Regions from separate parts of the Mus musculus genome. Here all the other regions are linked to region 1. A link is a contact called in public HiChIP or PLAC-seq data. All regions are on one chromosome and are shown on one strand. Each heading gives the region's core, a stretch centred on a gene start, on an enhancer-like site or on the middle of the called end of the contact. The rest is flanking DNA. Distances are from core to core; before and after follow the strand shown.

The links. HiChIP or PLAC-seq counts read pairs in DNA pulled down with a chosen protein or histone mark.
Region 2: a contact with region 1 is called in an HNF4G HiChIP or PLAC-seq map of pancreatic cancer cells. The contact joins two enhancer-like sites. A contact is called at or near these places in 1 of 39 promoter capture datasets (hippocampal neurons) and 1 of 115 datasets of contacts at active chromatin or transcription factors (pancreatic cancer cells).
Region 3: an H3K4me3 HiChIP or PLAC-seq map of bone marrow-derived macrophages shows a contact between it and region 1, with 5 times the contacts expected there. The contact joins the promoter of Shroom1 here to the enhancer-like site in region 1. A contact is called at or near these places in 1 of 39 promoter capture datasets (liver), 1 of 484 Hi-C or Micro-C datasets (liver) and 3 of 115 datasets of contacts at active chromatin or transcription factors (bone marrow-derived macrophages, hepatocytes and pancreatic cancer cells).

Annotation. Positions count from the first base shown.
Region 1 is chr11:53,793,336-53,796,746 of GRCm38.p6, forward strand. All of the region lies in intron 3 of Gm12216 (predicted gene 12216), which reads right to left. Among named protein-coding and RNA genes, the nearest start is that of Irf1, 25 kb to the left of the region's middle. Within about 2 kb of position 2,051, at least 255 of the 459 cell types and tissues checked have an H3K27ac peak or open chromatin away from gene starts, as enhancers often do. A contact at or near this core is called in bone marrow-derived macrophages, hepatocytes, liver and 1 more, where this site is marked.
Region 2 is chr11:54,058,677-54,062,377 of GRCm38.p6, forward strand. It overlaps Pdlim4 (PDZ and LIM domain 4), which reads right to left. Exons shown (of 7, transcript NM_019417.3): 3 at 1,262-1,340. Among named protein-coding and RNA genes, the nearest start is that of Pdlim4, 8.5 kb to the right of the region's middle. RefSeq lists an enhancer at 1-739. Within about 2 kb of position 1,840, at least 164 of the 459 cell types and tissues checked have an H3K27ac peak or open chromatin away from gene starts, as enhancers often do. A contact at or near this core is called in pancreatic cancer cells, where this site is marked.
Region 3 is chr11:53,454,706-53,458,537 of GRCm38.p6, forward strand. Shroom1 (shroom family member 1) reads left to right here and starts at 2,500. Exons shown (of 8, transcript NM_027917.3): 1 at 2,500-2,636. Gm30585 (a long non-coding RNA gene) reads right to left here and starts at 84. Exons shown (of 2, transcript XR_879843.1): 1 at 1-84.

The sequences.
Region 1 (3,411 bases), core at 801-3,300:
AACCCCAAAACATATGGCTCACAACTTGGACACTGTATCCATACTTTGGTCTGTCTTGGGCTCCCTATCTGGGGAGACCAGATGTGTGTTGCCTCTCCAAATGGGAAGTTTTATCACACAACAAAACTTGCCAGGGTAAAAGGGTCAGACTATGGCAAGAAAAGATTCGGAGGAGTGGGACTTTGAAATTATAAGGTATTTGCATTTTCATCTTAAATTTTTTTCTTTGCATTTATTTATTTATTTTTGTCAGGGTGTAGGAGATTGTGCCATGGCATATACATGTGGAGATCAGAGGACAGGTGGAAGTCAGTTCTCTTCTCCTCCCGTGTAGGTACCAGCTATAGAATTTATCATCAGGCTTGGTGGCTGATGCCTTTAATCAGTGCTATCTCACTGCCTCTCCCAAATATATATATATAAAGTTTTTATTTGTGTGTGTGCGTGCGCGCACGCACACGTGCATGCATGTACATGTGCGTGTATCCACAGAGGCCACAAGAGAAGTTACAAGCAGTTGTGGATGTTGGGAAGGAACTTGCGTCCTCTGCAAGAGCAGCAAGTGCTTCCTAGCACTGAGCCAGGCCTCAGCCTCTTCAGTTTTACTTTTGGTCTAGAAAGTGGTCCTTAGGGAGGCGGTGCTCTAACCCCGCAGCAGCGCTGTCTGGGTAGAGGAGGAATGGCTGCTCTTTTACTTTGACTCTTTCCTTTCTGAACCCTTCGGCCTGGCCTGCCAGTCCTGTTTCCCCTGGCTCCCACAGGCTAGCACCTCTTTGGTGGCCTTCTGTCTGCTCCTCACACTGGTGGTGCAGTTGGGTGGGGGATGGGAAGAAGTCCAGAAGAGGAAGTGGAGACCAAATACCAGAGAGAGGCACAGCGGAATCTGGTTCCCAAACCTCAATGTTTGAGCAGCATACTCCTTGGAGGACCATGTGGGACCCTTGGGAGGCCTGTTGGGGGGATGCCCAGGTCACCCTGCTGAGGTATGTGTGTATGTATGTATATATATAGTCAGACAATCTACTGCTTGGCACCAGGTTCCCCAGGCATACGTCACATGTGCAGACTTCATCTTAATCCCCCTTATGTCAGAACGCTGAGTGGCTGAGCCAGAGACACTCGGTACAGTACAGTGGCCAACAGCATGGGATCTGGAGCTATCTAAATTGAGATTAAAGTGTGACTTATAACTTTGGGTCAGTCCTTACTTTCTTCAGCCTCGGTTTCTGTATAAAAGAGGGGTAACAGGGTTACTGATTCAAAGGCATCTCATATAGAAAGAGTCTAGCTCAGTGCCTGGCACAAAGGAAAATGAGCTGAACCAAAATGGTAACTACTGTGGAGTTCAGGCTGGAAGCCCGGGCAGGGGGTAGAGGGCCTGTCTCCGCAAGCTGGGCTCTGGCCACTGCACAGATGGTGTTGGTCAGTATCTGTGTGATGATTCAGGAGGTTTGGACTCTGAAACTCACAGGGCCGGCAGAGTTCCGCCCCGCCCCACCCCACCCCCGCTTGTCCACCTTTGTTCATAACACGGTCCCTTTCTGCGGTGCTCTGAAGGGCAATGATTTCAGGCAGAGGAACCTCTGTGCATGTGGAAACAGCAGCCCGCCTCTCATGGCAGCCGCGGCAGCCAATGGGCAGTGAAGACTGTTGCTAGGGTCACTGTGAACCTTATTTGGTGACACGGGGCTGACCGTGCGTTCACCTCTGAGAACCCTGAGAAACACCAACCACAGCTCAGCACTATGAACGTCTCAAAACCACAGCTGCATTTCCTCCAAGAGAAGACTCGACTCTCCCCCTTCCTGTCTCCCTGGACCATCAAGACCGTGGCACTCAGTCGCAAGACAGAAGAGCCTGCTGCAGACTAATGTCGAGCAGGCTTAGTGGCAAGAAGGCAGACACTAGCCCGTGGCAGCTCAGAAGTCCGGACCCAGAGAGGACCAATCTTCCATCCTCAAACATGGCAGCTGCACCGTCTATGCCCCACTCCCCTACTCCCGCACTCCCCCCACAAACACACCCAAAAGGTCTGCTCCTTGCCTCACTTCCTGCAGCCCTGGGAAGCCTGCTGGTGAGACAGAGACAGGCAGAGGCAGGCAGGGAGGGAGGAAGTGGGCTGCCCCTGGGCCCTCACCATCTGCACTGGCCACATCGTCTTCAGCCCAGGCCAGGCCACAGTTCAAACGGTTGGCAGTTTGAGTTTGTCACCTTCCTCTGCTAAGACTTCTAACTTCACATTAAATAAATGAAGCTATTGTCCTATCCTAGACAAACATTGGAAGGAAGATGAGGTGGCAGGCCCCTCATGTTTACCCTGCTCTGTGTGTTTGGGAGATGTATTCATAGTAATAACTGCTCTAAGCTAGGGTAACAACAGGGTACACACACACACACACACACACACACACACACACACACACACACGAAGGCACAATTTAATAAATTTTTTTTTTAAATCGCTCATTTCCCCAACCTTTTAGCTCCTACGTGACGCAATGAAAATGGCTTTTCTTCTGGTCCTTCTGGAGTCAAGTGTCCTTGTGTCTGTGGAATGGGCTACGTGACGTCCAGCTGTTTAGATAAGGGGGCAGAGACAGAGCTATGTTGAATGTGCCACAGGAGGTTTAACCACATGACCAATCCCCACCCCCAACCTAGAATCCTGTAGATACTGGAGACAGTCCAAGTATTCCATGACCTGGGGCTAGAGACTGGAAACTGCAGACTCGGGGTATCTGTCACCACCACAGCGTCACATGAAGGTCTGGGAAGACTTGTAGACACCAGAGCCCCTGAGGCAATAGTAGTCTTGAGGGAGCATCATAAGGACTCCACACTGAGTGTGTACTTGGCAGCACGGGGACGTAACATAAGCCTCACAGACAAAGTCTAAGCCGCAAAGGAGTGCAGTTCACTGAAAGAGGCAGATGCTGGGTATGTTAGCATATAGCTAGCTAGCAAAGGCAAGGTAAAGAGAAGGTGCAGTTTAGTTTCAAGCGGCCTTAACCTAAGGGATGTATGTGTAGGGCTGGAGGGATCTGAGCAGCTCTTCCCGGAGGAGGAGACATTTCAGATGAGATGAAGGGTAGGGTGGAGTCAGCAGGTCAATTTGTAGCTCTTTTGCGCTGAATTCTCTCCTGTATCCTAATTTTGTCAGGAAATCTGTTATCTGTCTGAAGGCTGACCTGCTGGATTACCCAGGCTGCCATCGTGTGTGTACCCTGGAACTCGTGTGTATCTGTAGAGGTGGAGTTAGAGGAGCTGAGCCCAGGATTCCTGATCTTTGACCCCCAGTTAGATTGTGTGAGTGCCTCCTGGCTCATGGGGACATCCAGGCAGGCGGTGGGAGTGAAGGCAGCCCCACTCCCACCCCAGGCAGTGTTGGAAATGGCACACGAAGCCACGTTA
Region 2 (3,701 bases), core at 590-3,089, 270 kb after region 1:
AGTCCCCCTGCAGCTCTAGCCACCAGACCCTGTTTGAAGCTACTCTCAGTCCCAGCCTCCCAACCCCAAAGGAAAGGCATATTGCCATGCCAGCTTTCAAACGCCACAGGGGAGCCCCCTGGAGCCCACTGGCCTTGAGTCCCTGGTGACTCCCTCCGCTCCCAACTAGTCTCTGCCCTGTCCCTTTCAGCACTGATGCTGAGAGGAGCCAGGCGTCTCACAGGAACAGCCCGCCCGCCTTCTGCTCCCTGTTGCCTGTTTTTTTTTTTTTTTTCCTTCTGCCAAATCTGTTCTCTTCTCCCTGCCTGAAGGGCCTCAGACAAAGCAAGCTACTAAGATCCAAATGTTTCCCGGGATGAGCTGAAGTCTGGGACAAATCAGCTCACCCTCTGCCTTCACCAACCTCCCCTGTCACTGCTCTGATCTCAAAGCACACGCACCCCTGGGCTTCAGGTGCTTGTGGGGTGCATTTCCTCTTCCTACCCGCTCTGTCTGGGTCCTAAGGTTTGGACTTGAATCTCCTTCCTCTGGAGAGCCCTCTCTGACTTCTTATTGAAATGTCTCTCTGTCCTGGTCCTTTTTCTTCCATGTGGAGAGAGCAGACAAGAGCAGGCCCAGAAGCCACACCTCTCATACTGAGTACTCTGGATTCAAGCTACATCACAGATTAGCCCAGGAGTGACCTTGTCCAGGGATGTGGAGCATGGTCTAGGTATCTGGAATTTGGTGCACTTGGCTTCTCTTCTCATGAGAACTCAGTGCAGCCAGGTTTGCTCTCTCTCCTTGAGGACAGTGTGACAGCTGCAACTCCTCTGGGACATGAAAAGGGACCTCTCCAGCTTTAGAGTGCATGAGGGTCGTGCAAGACAGGAATGGCCACAGCCTGATTCCTCACAGCCACCTGCCTACCCTCATCTCTCTCTAAGCCTGCTGACTTCTTTTTGATTGGGTCTCTCTGGGTGTGGGAGTAAACTTCAGCTCTGTGTGGAGAGATCTTGAGCCAAGACCTAGCCCAGCCCCATCCCATCCCAGGCACCCTAGCCAAGAATGCAGGCTAGCCTGGAGTTGGGTCAAGCACACTGCAGGGGCTCCAGGGCAAGGGATAGAAGCAGGCATGTCCTAGAGGAGCTGTCTACTTCAGTATACCCTGGCTGTCTGACCATCAGTGTGAGAATTTCACTGAAGTCTGTTGGCCATGCCTGCCTCTTGTCCTGGGTTCACTCTGAGCTAGCTGGGCCAGGTGAGCAGTGTCTATACCTACCTGGGACTCAGGGTCAATGTGGATCCTATGTGCTTGAGCCTTGTCATCAGGAGCACTGGGCCAGTTCTTATTCTCAGGCCTGTGGCAGGAATTGGGATAGTGAGATATGTCTGCTTATTAGTCTCCATCCCATGCCTGAAACCAGAGCTGGGGGAGAAGAGAAATATCCAACATTCCCCCTCTCTTTAGCATGGTGCTGTCTGCTGAAGCAAGAAGCCACAGCTCAGGTCGTCACCCTCCTGGGGCAGAGCTGTGCTCCCTTTCCTGCCAGTGGCCTGGTGCCTTTCTGGTCTCATTCCTAAAGACCTTGCAGGAGAGGGCTTGCACCTCAGACATTCTCCTCCCTCATGGTGGCCTGCAGAAACTCCACTCCAGGAGGCTCAGGGCACAGCAAGGCAAGCCAGGCCTCACACATGGATAAGCCGGGAGCCAGTGGGAGCCAGTCGGCTCATCCTCTGACCTCCGTAGCCTCTGGCCGGGGCCTGAGTGGCTCTCGGGGAGGTGAAATGGAGGCTGTGGGGGAGCACCTCCCGTCCTGCTGCCTCCACCCACTCAGGCAGAGTCATCACTGAGGTCTGCCCAGCCCAGATGGGAAACAGGCCATTAGGAAATTCCTGCTTCGCCATAGAAACCAAAAGCCAAACACCACTCAGGAGGGAGAAAAACATCGTAAACCTGCCATAAGCAGGACGGGCAGGCCTAAAGGCTGTGGGCCCAGCCCTGCCACTCAGTAGCTCTATGGAAGGCAAGCCAGGAGGGTGTGTGGACCCTGGGTTGGCAGGCGATGTATAATAAGGCTGGTTAGAGTGTGGAAATAATGTTCCTTAACCAAGAGGCCTCCTGAGGCCTCTCAAAGTCTTATGACTGGGGTTGAAGCTCACTCATGCCTCCTTTTCAGGGAAGATTGATTGATTGATGATTGATTGATTGAGGCAAGGTCTCTCTATGTAGTCCTGTGTGTCCTGGAAACTCACTATGTAGACTAGATTGGCCTTGACCTTAAAGAGACCCACCTACCTCTGCTCCCCAGTGTGCCACCATACCCAGCGCAATGGCTCGGTGATTTGACACTACGTCCACATGGATTCTGTGCTTTCATCTCTGTTCACACTGCCCACAGTCTTCTGGGGCCCAATCCTTTCCTCACAGCCCTGGCTCTAGCCACACAGCTAGGTTCCCGAGTGACCCCTTTAAAATATCTCCAACCATGTCTTCTACTTGCTCTGACTTCTAGTCATGACACACCAGGGATGCCCTGTCTGGATGCTTTTCTAAATACCTGCCCAAGAATGGCACAAACCTGTGGTCTAAGGGCCATGAGAGTGGCCTAAGATGTCAGATAAGAACGGAGGGCTTAGTCATGTAGTGGGCTCTCCTTCAGGGCTCCTCGGGTGAGTAGTAAGCTTGTTTAAACAAAAGGAGAAGCAAAGGTTGGGCTATGCAAAGCAACAAGCGATGGCAATAAAGACTATCATGGCAGTGTTGTGGTTGATAGGAGGAAGGTCCTGATCTACAGTACAATGGGATCTGACTTGAACTATTGGAAGCCTGACTTTGGCCCCATAGAAAATAAGTCTAGAAGGAAACAAAGCCTTTCCTGCATATCTCAGGTTGTGGGAGAATCAGTGGGGCACCAGAGGCAGGGAAGCTGTTCTAAGAATGCCAAGTCCCTCACTCTAGCCAGGTCATTAGGCTGGCTGGCCCTCAGCAGAGCCTCTTAAAGAGGTGGAGGATGTGTCTGGGGCCCAGGCATAAGCCTTGAGGAGTGGGCTGAACAGGGAGCAGAGACAGAGGCCTGTAAGGGAGCCCAGTAGAAAGAGGGTTGGGTTGAGGGTCTAGTCTAGGTGGCCACGTGGTCAAATTGCCCCAAGTCTGGTGTGTGAGGGAGGACTGGAGATGGTGGAGGGAGGGAGAGTCTTAGGGTGTCATTCTGACTGAGAGAGCCTGGCACCTCCTTACTACTCAGTGTCAAGGTCACAAGGCAGCCCTTGATTTAGGATTGGAGAGGTTTGGGGTCTGCATAAAGCACTTGTTGGAAGTCAGACGGCACTGTGACATGGACCATGGACACTCATCTGTCCCGTGGCCACACTGCATGCTGGGGCTGTAATTCCCAAAATGCAACACAGCAGTGGCCTTCTGGCTCCATCCATGCCTAGATCGGAACAAATGACCAGGAAAGGAAGGAAGGAAGGAAAGGGGACCTCCACCCTGCTACCATCCCTGACATCATTCTCTCTGGGAATCTCCTGACTCAGGACCCTTTGAGCCTCCTCACAGCTCTGCCATCCCTAGGGCTGCCCTCATTTAGCTAGAGAACAAAGCCAGAGGTGAGTCAGGGCCCAGGAACCCAGCCAAGCTGGGAGGCCTCAGAGGCTACTTGCGGGCAAAGCTTTCCTTAACCAGCCATGCCGCAGTCTGGCAGAGAGTAAGGAACTGG
Region 3 (3,832 bases), core at 1,250-3,749, 340 kb before region 1:
AGCTCCAGTCCTAGGGGAATCCAACACCCTCTTCTGATCTCTGAGGGCACACAGTGCATGTCATGGTGTACACACACACACAAAACATTCCTACACATAAGACAAATAAAAAGTTTAATAATATAAAAGAATATTCTGTTGCTGGGCAGGGGTGGTACATACCTTTAATCTCAACACTCCGAGGTAGAGGCAGGTAGATCTTTGTGAGTTTGGGGCCAGCCTGGTCTACAAAGTAAGTTTCAGGACAGCCAAGGCTACACAGAGAAACCTTGTCTCAGGGGGAGGAAAGTGTTCTGACTCCACCTGCCACTGTGCTCTCTGTTGTCCTTCTTCCCAAAGCCTGTGAGTACCCATTCATAGGCACTGACAGACAAAACTCCATCCGGGAGTCTGGGCTGCCAGGTCCTGGGCCTAGAGAGCCTGAGGTCTCTATTTTCCGAGGTCTTCTAGGGATAGAGGAGACAGCCAAGGAGCCTGACTCCTGAGACACCTCCCACCCCACCCCGTTCCACTTTTCTTCTGTGAAAAGGAGAAGCCGACCCCAAGACCTAGAAGCTGGCCTACCAATGCCAGTTAGATGTTGGTGCTGCCAGGAGCTGAACTGACATTCACAGGAGGCCTCACAAACCACTGCACAAGGCACACACGGAACATTCTGTACCAGTGAGGATCAGGACACAACCAGGACTGTCATCAGATCGGACACACACAAAACATAAACACAGTCCACAGAATGGGCAAATGATTCCATCTGGGATACTGAGTGACTTTTCTCAAACCGTTGCTTTTGCAACTAGTTTCTCTCTCCCTCTCACCAACCCCCTCCCTCTGCCTGTCTCTGTCTCTGTCTCTGTCTCTGACTCTGTCTCTGTCTCTGTCTCTGTCTCTGTCTCTTTCATTTGTATATGGTAGACTGGAGAGACAACTGAATGGTTAGGAACACTTGCTATCCCAATAGAGGATCTAGGTTTGGTTCCCAGCTTCCATGTGGCAGCTGTCTGAAACTCTAGATTCAGGCCAGCCTAGGCTATGTAAGGAGACTTACATAAAAATGAGAATCTAGATGTCTCTCCTCTTCTGTGGCTCTGTGCTTTCTGAGACTTGGGCAAGTTCTCCAGAGTCCTCAAATGGACAGACTTTTACAGAGTTGGAGTCACAGAGCTTGCTGACCATGAGACGAATGGGCAGTGGGGCAGTGGGCAAAGTGCTTGCCACTCAAACATGAGGAGCTGAGCTTGGGTCTGCAGTAGCTAAGGGAAAAGCTAGGTGCCACAGCTTACATTGTTACCCAGTGCAGGGGACATGTGGTGTGTGTGTGTGTGTGTGTGTGTGTGTGTGTGTGTGTGTGTGTGTGTGTGTAGGCAGACTCATGGAGTTGGCTGGCCAGCTAGTCTAGCCAAATTGATGACTTCTGTGTGAGACCTTGTTTCAAAAAATAAGGTGTAGAAATGATAGAATAAAATACCCAATAGTATCTGGGCAGTGTTGGCGCACACCTTTGATCCCAACACTTGGGAGGCAGAGACAGGCGGATTTCTGAGTTTGAGGCCAGCCTGGTCTACAAAGTAAGTTCCAGGATAGCCAGGGCTATACAGAGAAACCCTGTCTTGAAAAATCAAAAACGGAAAAAAAAAAAAAAAAGAAAAAGAAAAGAAAAGACCCAATCTCGAGAGGTACACATGCATACACCACACACACAGAGAATGAGGACCAGGTGGCACCGGTCATCTGAGCTGAAAAAAAGACTCCAGCACTCAGGATGTACAGACGGGAGTTTAGGAGTTCAAAGTCTTTACCAAAAGGTGAAGACCCCACTCCTAGTAGCAGATTCGAGCACATAAGTTCAGGGCTCCGTTCGGTGTGGGTCTGGTGGAGGGAGCTATGGGAAGCGAGGAGACAAAGACAGGAGAGGAGAGCCTGTGGAAAGAGTCCAGTAGGTGGCATGGTTTTGGAAATGTGGGTCTGAAGAGCAGAGTTGATCAGGTAGCCAGCCATCTAAAGCACACTCAGAGGGAGAGAGAGCATGAGGCAGGAACTCCAGGCACATCTGTTTTCATCGTGGAGTTTAAGAGAACCGGCCGGGAGAGATGGTCCAGTGGATAAATGTTCATGTCACCAAACCAGATCTTCACAGTTGGAATCTAGTACTCCACAGGGTGGAAGAAAAGTACCGACTTCTCCACAAGGGAGCTTCCCCCATTACTTACTTCCCAAATTATTAAGTAAATAAATAAATGTAATTTTTTTAAAGGTTAAAAGAAGAAGAAGAAAGGAAGGTGAGCCTTTGTTGCCTCCGGGAGGGTTTGACCTCCGCACTGAGGAGCCTGCTGGTCCATAAGTCTTGCCTGCGGATCCGGCAGTGCTTGGAGGATTTCGATCGCCCTCCGGCTCGAGTTCTCTGCGGTGGTTAGAGGTCCAGGGCCGGGGACTAGGGCCACGTACAGAATCGCAAGAGGAAGGGGCGCGGCTCCCGCAGCCCTGCCGCCACTCCAGACTCCGGCCCCTCCTCGGCCGGAGGTGGCGCCTCCCCTGCTGCGGCCGGAGACTGGAGGTGGCGTCGGGAGCTGGAGCCCAGGGCTCGGATGTCACTGAGGGATCGCCGGCGCCCTGAAGTGCGTCTCGGGCTGGAGCCACAGGTACGCAGCGGGACCGGGTGAGGGGACACACAGCGCGTGGTCCACAGATCTGCTTCCCAAAAGGGAGACAAGGACGGGAGGGTCGGGGCGGCGACAGCGGTGGCCGCGAAGCAGCCTGACTGACCGTCATTCTGTCTGGACCTTCCGACCCGGAGTCCAGACCGGCCGCGCCAGTGGAATCGGGCCCCTGCGCACCTTTACTCTCGGCCAGGCCTGGCAGGGGACAGAGCTGTCCAGGTGGCCCAGCTGTTGCAGGGACGCAATGTACACAGTGGCGTCCGTCTCAGGACCCTCTGTTCTTGAGCTTCGATTGCTGGAGAATCCGGGTCCCTCCCAATCCCCCGATCTTCCCGGACCGTGAACCCCACTGAAAAGGCCTAGAAATGCACTGATCAGAGGCCACCCGCTCTCCTAGTGTTCCAAGCGCCTCTTTCCTCACCTCTTTGTGTGGTTCTGCTGCCCCTTGTGGTCCCCAGGGCTTAGCTTTTGCCCTGGGGTATGTGCTGTACCCATGGCAGTGACCATCTTTACCTAGGTGTCATTCACCCTCTGCTTTTTCTACACCTCCTGGAACCTGCGTCTCACAGAGTCTGCCCAAGACCAGCAGAGACTGTATAACCAGCTACTATGTTGTAAAATAGATGTCTCACAGGGGTGCAATGTCACCCATAGCTTTGGAGACTAGAAAAGAGAACCAAGGAGTTTGCCTGAAAGCTCACCCATCAGACCTAGCCTGGAATGCTAGGATTTAAGATCTGAGCATTGAACCCTGAACCTCTGACTCTAAGGAGAGTCAGGGAGTGCAGTTAACAGCCCTCCAGGTACTGAGGGAAGGCTGGAGGCAAGGAAAGGCCTGCACAGGTCCTCACAGGAAGACAGATGGGAGGTGGCCCTTGAGAGGACTGTTTCATTCCCGATTAGCTCGGAGCTTGACTTTTCTCCAGTGCCTCTCCTGTTCCCTGACCTGGACTTACATGTGTTGCCTTGGTCTGGTTTTGCCCACTGAAAATTGTCTTTATCAAATTTCCCAACAAACCTTGCCTGAAGTCCCACGTCTGGTTGCTTGCCTGGGTCCACCTTCACTCGAGATTCAGCCCCCAGTGCCAGCTTCATCCTTCAGGTCTGGTGTTTCCACCCTCAAGAGCCCTAGTTCTGAGCCCCGAGCCCCCTTATTCCTTTGTCAGGTAACAAGTACC